Linked DNA regions of Hordeum vulgare: region 1 is linked to region 2. A link is a contact called in public Hi-C data. All regions are on one chromosome and are shown on one strand. The core of a region is the stretch at or near the end of the contact, and the rest is flanking DNA. Distances in the headings are between cores, read along the strand shown.

Evidence for each region. A called contact is a pair of places that touch in the nucleus more often than the background predicts.
Region 1: a Hi-C map of leaf shows a contact between it and region 2, with 4 times the contacts expected there. The contact joins the enhancer-like site here to the promoter of LOC123427603 in region 2. A contact is called at or near these places in 5 of 6 Hi-C or Micro-C datasets (leaf and seedling) and 1 of 1 datasets of contacts at active chromatin or transcription factors (embryo).

What each region holds. Positions count from the first base shown.
Region 1 is chr2H:599,988,104-599,992,040 of MorexV3_pseudomolecules_assembly, reverse strand. It overlaps LOC123427605 (COP1-interactive protein 1-like), which reads left to right. Exons shown (of 8, transcript XM_045111683.1): 4 at 1-186; 5 at 310-468; 6 at 758-916; 7 at 1,408-1,554; 8 at 1,638-2,290. The coding sequence ends at 1,859. Among protein-coding and RNA genes, the nearest start is that of LOC123427605, 8.6 kb to the left of the region's middle. Within about 2 kb of position 2,535, at least 2 of the 3 cell types and tissues checked have open chromatin away from gene starts, as enhancers often do. A contact at or near this core is called in leaf, where this site is marked.
Region 2 is chr2H:599,606,778-599,611,132 of MorexV3_pseudomolecules_assembly, reverse strand. It overlaps LOC123427603 (protein NARROW LEAF 1), which reads left to right and starts at 2,373. Exons shown (of 6, transcript XM_045111682.1): 1 at 2,373-2,725; 2 at 3,970-4,355. The coding sequence starts at 4,016.

The DNA of each region.
Region 1 (3,937 bases), core at 1,286-3,785, 380 kb before region 2:
AAGTACCAAAGCACACTGGATGAGAAGCAGATGTTAAATGACAAATATGGATCGGTAAAGAAGGAGCTTGCTGAAGCAATAGGCAGATTGGAGGAGCAAATGAATTTGGAGAAGTCTGAAAAAGAGTTGCACATTTCAAAACTCGAGAGACAAATTACAGTGTCTGAGCTAAAATACATGGAGGAGGTATCTTGTTATTTATCTCCCTCTAAACTATTTTGGGTCCTACATTTTTTTAACGAGCTGTACAGTAGGGTAATTCGTCCTACCTACGAAGTACTATCTGTATAATTTCTCAAACATTTTCAGATCCAGACAATGCAAGTTGAAACGACTGAAAAGAATGAAGCACTTACAAGCAAGATGCAGGAGCATGCAAACTTAGTCCATGAAAAAGATCAGTTGGAGCAACAATTGCTGGAAGTTAGGAAGGAACTGGAGGCTGCTTACCGAATCATAGCTAATCAGGTAAATTGTCATTGTAACTATTTTTCTAAGACAATTTTTTACTATCAAGCATTTCTGCTAAATACAAAGGGATTGCTGGATCCATCATTTTCTTACTGCCAACCCTATCTGCTGAACTGGTACCATTAGAAAATGATGGCAGATAGGCAGTTGGCTCTTTGCATGGCTATGTTGTTGACATGTAGTGAAGTTGTTGACTTAATTGATTCCAAATAATTTGACAATTGTTTTTTTTAAATTTGATTGTTGTTTGAACTGATCTAGACATGAAATACCTTTGTTTTGGCAGGAAGAGCAAGCTTCAGTGAGGGAGATAAAGTGGGATGCATATAAGACGTATTCAGCGGATCAACTAGAAGTTGCACAGAAACATGCTGCAGAGCTGGAAGTACAAGTATCAGCTCTTGATCAACAGCTGCAAGAAGCTGAGATCCATTACAAGAACAAGGTTGGTTTTTATCCGAGTTTCCATTTGATGCTGTAATACTAGTTCACCTATTACATGTGACGGGTGTTATGGATCCAAGATCAAGGGCGGCACGATAAAATCCATCTGTTATTTGCCTTCAAATCCTTAAATGTGGAAGCCTGCTTTGTTCTGAGGCATCTGGCTTATTGCTAGGCTTTCTCTCATTGTGAACAGAAGCATCATGATCGAAGGCCGGCTTGTATGATAATGGAACGAGGGAACATGAATAGGAAAGTGCATTGCCTCACACGATTACAGAACATGTTTAAGTTAGCAGAAATAGCCTTTTCAATCTGCTGTAGTAGTCATACGTACAGATTCTTGATGATAAAAGCTGATAGATTCACACAATACCCCCATACTTCACATTAGAATTTCTAGTCCTCCTGCTGCTTTGACACTTTATAGACAGTTTATAAGCATATGCCTACTTTTTTCTCACATCTATTGATTTATGCGTGTTTTTTCAGGTTGCAGAGGAGAGTGAGAAACTCGCTCTTGTCAATACGCAGCTCAACAAGCTGACCCAAAATGTGAGCAAGAGTGCTGAAATGGAGAAGAAGGTACAGGACCTTGAGCAGAAGTTGCAGCTAGCTTATTCCAAATCTGATGAACAGGCAAGCAAAAAAAGATGCTATGAAATATCTTGAGTTACCCTGATCAGTAGTTATCAGCAATTAACAACCTTTTCTCTTTGCAGGCAAAGGATGCAGTAGTATCAACGAGATCCCGAGAATTCAGCCTGGACTCGTTAACACCGCAGAACAAAGAACAGGACTTATCTCAGGCTCCTAGCACGGCCTCTGTGAACCCGGCGCAGCAACAACTGCGGGAACCCTCTGGTATCATGGCCTTCAAGTTCATCTTGGGCGTCGCTCTGCTGTCAGTAGTCATCGGCGTGTTCCTCGGAAGGAGATACTAGTGCTGCTCTTGTGAGGTTCCTGGTGGTGCCCTATGGGAAAATCCCATCGTTAACAGCTAAAAACTGCTTCCCATGAACCTAAACTACTACTATAGCTGAACAACGCATAGTTTGCATGGTTTCGTGGATTGCAATTGAACGGACTGATGGCTTTCAGGGAGAAGTCAGAAATCCGGAAGCTTCTTATTGGTGAGTTCTCCCTATATGAGGTTAAGGGGGGTAGGAATTTGGTTTTTGTTCATTCCTAGTTTCCTACCCTGCATGCAGAAGGCCATATGCATGCAATTTGGTTTTTGGTATCAGTGAGCTTGTATCTACATCTCTCTCTCTCTGTGTAAAAAGGAAGTCTGTCAGAAATCTTTATTTGTTCATATGGTCGAGTGTAAGCTGTGTCATATGCTGCACAATCGATCACTCCAGTGTTTTTGATCTCTCTCTATATATATATCTGGGTTGTTGGTTGGCAAGAGCCTAAGAGGTTTCATTTCTCCGAGATCATATGACTGGCAATATAACACTGTATATGTGATTTTTTTTTTCTTTTTAATCTAAATCGCATGCGAGCTGATGTACTTGCAGACTCTGCTTCACTGGCATTTGGAAGCCATAAGATATGAGCAAATGAATCTGGTCATATTTATTTGCATTTTCGCAGGTGCACTCATCATATCACAGTGGCGAAAGCGCCCAGGCCACAAGCGACAGTGATGGTGTCACAGCATGCTATCCATGTTGGAGTTGATAGTACTCCCTCCGTTCCAAAATATAAGACCTTTTAGAGATTCCACTAGAAGACTACATACGGAGCAAAATGAGCGAATCTATACTCTAAAATATATCTATGTACATCCGTATGTAGTTCATAATGCAATTTCTAAAAGGTCTTATATTTAGGAACGGAGGGAGTACTTGACATGTTCTTTTCCGTGCATCCGGCGACGGTTGGATAAACCCCACCCAAAACCACGCACGCTTCACACGGCCTCTGATAGGCGGAAGGCGGAAAGCGCGCGTGGGCTGGTCCTACATGTGCGGTGACACTTTTTTTTAATATTTATTACTCCCTCTGTTCTTAAATATAAGTCTTTCTAGAGGGTCAACTAATGAATATATAGACATACTTTAGAGTATAGATTCATTCATTTTACTCCGTATGTAGACACATAGTGAAATATCTTAACAGACTTATATTTAGGTACGGAGGGAGTACTTGGAGACTAGCCCAAACTATTGCCTTTTTCAGAAAAGAAATCTTCAAAACTACTCATTTTGTAGTTCAAAATAAAATATGAACTCCCTTCTTTGACAACATAATGTCCGTATCTTCTATTCGCGTTCAAATTTCATGAAAACGTGGTATATGTTGTGCTCTCTGAAGACAATATGGCAATTTTTAAGCACAGGATTTGGTTTCTTCGCACAAGCCATGAAATATGTCAATTTTCCATGAGAAGTCACATGTACTCCCTCTGTAAGGAAATATAAGAGGGAGTAGATGGGTACATTTTTAAGTTAATTTTTAACATAGAAACAGCATTTGTGTCACCCAGGAAAGCATATGCTCCGGTGAGCCGATTTGAACATGCACTTTCTCAGTTGGCGCTGCAAATGCTGGTACTGGTAGTAATGTAGTATGGTTTTAAGAGAGAGTTTCAGAGACCCCAGCACCAGTGTACGGAGCTGTTAAGGGATCGGCGTCCACAGGCTAGCTAGTGGCAATTAACTGGCTGAAAAGCCTTCAGAACAGTGGTCAGCTGGGCCATTAGTGACTCGGTAAAGTCCATTAGCTTTCTATCCTGTAGGGGCGCGAACAGTAGGGGAGGACAGTACGGGCGAGACCACACAGTAATTATCACAGTAGTAGTGCTAAACCTGCTCTGCTCTGCTTTGGAACAGTCTCCTGTCTGAATCTTGGGCCTTTCAGTGCCCCAATCAACATAATTCAGAAGCTGATTGTACTACTCCTGGTCACCATTATCTTTTGCTGATGGGCATCCTTCGGATTAGCTGAAACCTTCCAATAACCTAGTTGTCTCAAGAGACAGAATACAAGTTTCTTTTTTTTAAACGACAGAATA
Region 2 (4,355 bases), core at 1,124-3,623:
CACTCTTACTTATCGAAAGGACTACGATCGATCCCCTATAATTGTGGATCATCAACCTTCTTATGCTAAATCATTTGTGTTATGTTGGATCAGCGCAAACAGTTTATCCGAGTGAACTGTATGCCGTACTTCACACACATATGTATTTTTTAACCGTTTGTGTTATCTTGGCTAATCGCAAATAGTTCATGAGGACCAACTATATGGCACGCATCCCACATTCAAGTCTCTTCTAAATCGTACCCGATGGACTAACCATCGCACAGAGTTCATTTTATTGGCGATGGAGCTAGAACTATACCGTCTGTGATTGATGGATCGCACACAGTTGGTCGAAGGGTCTCAAATGCATGTGTCGTCTTAGGACCTTCCTGTAGTAGTGATGTGGTGGTTGGGCTAGAAAGCCCTTTGAAATTGACACAAGGAGGTGGAGTTCTCTCTCAAAAGAAATGATGGCAGCGAAGTTTTCTTCTAGTTGAACTGGTGGTATAGGTGGGGGATAAATAGACCTGAATAGAAATTTAATCGTTACTCACCATTTTTCACATCTTGGAGGCTCCAACCGGTTTTGCTTGGTGGCTGTGAAGTGAACAAAGGTAACAACTTTCATATGCATCGCTAGTTCCGCATGGAAGTTAATTGATGGCTGTGAAGTGGGTACCTCATTAATTGCACACTCTTTGTTAGCGCTTCGAAAGTTTCAACTGGAATGGCTCGAAATTTCCGATGTGACAACGTAAGGTTTACAAGGTTGATTCGGTGGCTCGAAATGGGATGTTGGAGGCTCCGATTGAACCAAGGTTTAAAACAACAACTACATCTGGATGGTTTGATGGTTCCAAATGGAAGTGCTTTGGCAACACCGAGATGCATGTAGTTAGAAAGATATAGTGGAAAACTTGAAGGAGATTGATCTCTAAACACATCGAGCAAAAGTCTTATTGTCACATCCTCGTCCCATTTTGATAGATTGCATGCATATGTACTCAATGTGATATTTTAGGATCATTAAAATGAAAATGAAAAATCCTTTGTCTTGTCCAACACTTGTCTTTAAGCATTTTTAGGGGTCACCTTCCATTCCAATATTGTTCCTGAAAAAACTTTTCATGAAATATATTTGAAGTACCATCAGTTCTTTGAGATATCTTGACATGGATTACCAAAATTCACCTTGGCGATTAGATGCACTTTCACCCTTTCATTAGAACATGCATATAGTTGGGGGTGTTTAATGTTTATCATTGCTATCAATTCTTCTATAGTGACATGACAATTTGTCTGTGACATTTTCTTTATTTTTCTTTGACGAAGCTAGAGAATAGAATATAGGGATTTTTCATGAACCAGACACCATAAATATGCTACCATGCCATAAAGCGAAAATGACCAAGCCACTTGTTACTATCCCTTTTGTCTTGACCCACATAAATGTTACTATTTCTAGCCCACATAAATAGCAATTGTGACATGCTTATAAAAAATAGCACATGATTAATAAAAGGAGTTTTCCTACACTTATGATGCAACGGTCGTTTGGGAACCTATATTGTCAAATACTCCCTCCATTCAGAAATAAAATCATGTTCTATTTTTTTATTAGATACATATACACGCTTTAGTGTGCTTGTTTACGCATTTCAATTTGCATGCAGTTCATATTAAAATATTCAAAACATCTTACAATTGTGAACACATGAAGTAACATTTAACCGAATATTCAGGCTACCGAATTGTTCTTAACCATCCAATCCAACTATAACATAGAGCTATAGCCACTCGGCAAAATAACATATTTACTATGAAAATTTTGAATTGAGACATGACCCTTTTAAGATCCGAGTCAAATTTGAATAGTTGCATATCGAGTTCAATATTCTTTAGGCCCGGCTCTTCCACAGACGGCTTATGAAATAAGCTATAAGAAGGGGGCTGGTTATCTTAGAAGCAAAAAATGAACGAGTTTTAGGCTGATACTCGCGTCTAAATCTTGCTATATATCCAGAATACATGTTAGAATAAAAAAACATGTTCACAGTCTGACTCTTCACTACAGGTCAACTCCATAAGTTTTCTGTTTCCCTATCATTTTCATATTGTCACTGTCGATAATATACGATGACATGACCAAAAGTGCACCTTGTTCAAAGGAGGGATGAAGCCCCCAACCCCCCACGGCCGAATCTAGCGGAGGAGAGAGGGCCACGTCTCCTCGCCCCCTCCACCTGCGATCGGGGCCGTCCGTTGGACCGCGCGACACGGGTGACTATGCGGCCACAGGTCGGGGCTCGACACAGGCATCGACACATCACACGGCGCCACAGTGAAGTCGTTGTTCACCCCAATCTGTGACCACCACGCCATGATCACCACCACCGCCTAGCTGCTGATCGAGCTCCCCCCCTAGATTCCCAGGAGAGCGCCTCCTCCCCATTCCCCCTCTCTCTCTAGCCTCTTCTTGTGGTGCTTGTGCGGCGCACGCATGCCGCTGCTGCCGCGCACACGGCCCGAACAGTGAGAGGGGGGGCTGGGCAGGGAGAGGGAGGGACGCCGCCTGCGACTGCAAAGCTGGCATCTTCTGCCCCCCCGGCCTCGCCCCTAATAACAGTGGAGATTCCCGCCTCCACGCCCCCAATTATGGATACCCGCGCGGGGAGAAGGAGATAGGAGGAGGCAGGAGGAGTAGTCGCGACGCGCGAGGCTGTGGCCATTGCTCCGGCTCCAGGTGAGCGGCTCCGCCCCCTCCCTCCCCTGCCCGAGGTCCTACCGGATGGCCGGATCTTACTCCGGCCCCTGGGGCGGCAGGATCTTGACGCCGCCTTCCTCGATTTGCCGGCTTTCTTTTTCGGTCCCTCGCATCCCTTTTTCCCTCCCGCCCCGTGGTTCCCGTTCGCAGGCCGGGCTGCTCGTCGTCCCTCTTTGGTGGTTGAGTTGCCAATCTGGTATGCCAGGTTGTTGCTCCCTGCCAGTGCCATGGGAGTTCCGTGATGCCTGCACAGTAACAGCTTCAGGCGTTCTCTTCTTATTTCCTTCCGCCTTCCTTGTTGGCCTCGCTTCCGGGGCCAAATGCCACGGAAAGCTTAGCAGCTCGGCCTCCAAGAATCTTCGCCACGGGAGCAGGGAGCTCCATTGCCGCTCTGCAACCGGCATCAATCCAAGCTCGCGTGCCTTCAGCTGCAGGCTCTCTTCTGCGGCCAGATAAAAGTTGCATTGCTCCAGCAAAACCGATTTCAGGCCTGCTATTGGATGTAACACAAGGGGAGAGTGCTTGCCGTTTGTTCCCCCCGATTTCTTGTCGGCGGGTTGTTTCTTCTTTTGATTATGCCTTTTCTCTTTCAGCAAAGTGCACGATGCCTTTGCCAAACTTCACCCGCGGTGCCGCCTGCTTAATTTGCGCGTAGGCCCTACCCTTTTCGCGTCGATATTTTTGTTATCATCACAAGTACTCCGTGTGGTAGTTGTCATGTGGATTTATGCCAATTCCCTGTGTTTAAAGGCAGAATTTGTGCCATGCCTTTCGCCGAACAAACGGATGGAGACTTCCTCCACCCTCTGGCTTTTGCAGATTCCACTCTCCTGTGATATTCTCTGCTTGGTTCTACGGCGGATGCGCAACAAGAATATACATATACAATGGGTCATATTCGTCGTACAGAGGATTCCTCTTATGATATTATCTGCTTTTGTTTGCGTGGTTGCAATCCTGCAAGAACCTATTCCCCGAGAATATCAGGCTACTCCACCAGCACTTGTTTATTTATTTTCTTGTGTATAATAGCTTGGATGCTAGCTAGCCTCACACTCATACATTGCTTAATTTCACCATACATTTCCCAGTCTGATGTAGGTCTATTAGGGTGCAAACACATTTGGTAGATTGCTGAGTGCTAACTTTCCAGTGTCTCCTCTCCTGACATTTTTGCCTTGGGGCAAGATTATGTTCTCAGACTTGTTTGCTCTAATTTTTAGGGCCATAGCTTCTCCTGTCCACTACGCCTGTCAACTGTTCGGCACGATGAAGCCTTCAGATGACAGGATGCAGCTCTCAGGTTTGACGCGGTCGGAAGAGTCGTCTCTTGATGTGGAGGGGCATTGCTCTCACCATGAGGCATTTCCTTGTTCTCCGTCGATGCAACCGGTTGCTTCTGGGTGCGTGCACACAGAAAACAGCGCGGCATACTTCTTATGGCCGACTTCAAACCTGCAGCATTGTGCGGCGGAGGGACGGGCAAACTACTTTGGGAACCTCCAGAAAGGATTACTGCCGGTACTCCCTGGAAAGCTGCCCAAGGGTCAGCAAGCAAATAGCTTGCTTGATTTGATGACCATAAGAGCTTTCCACAGCAAGATATTGC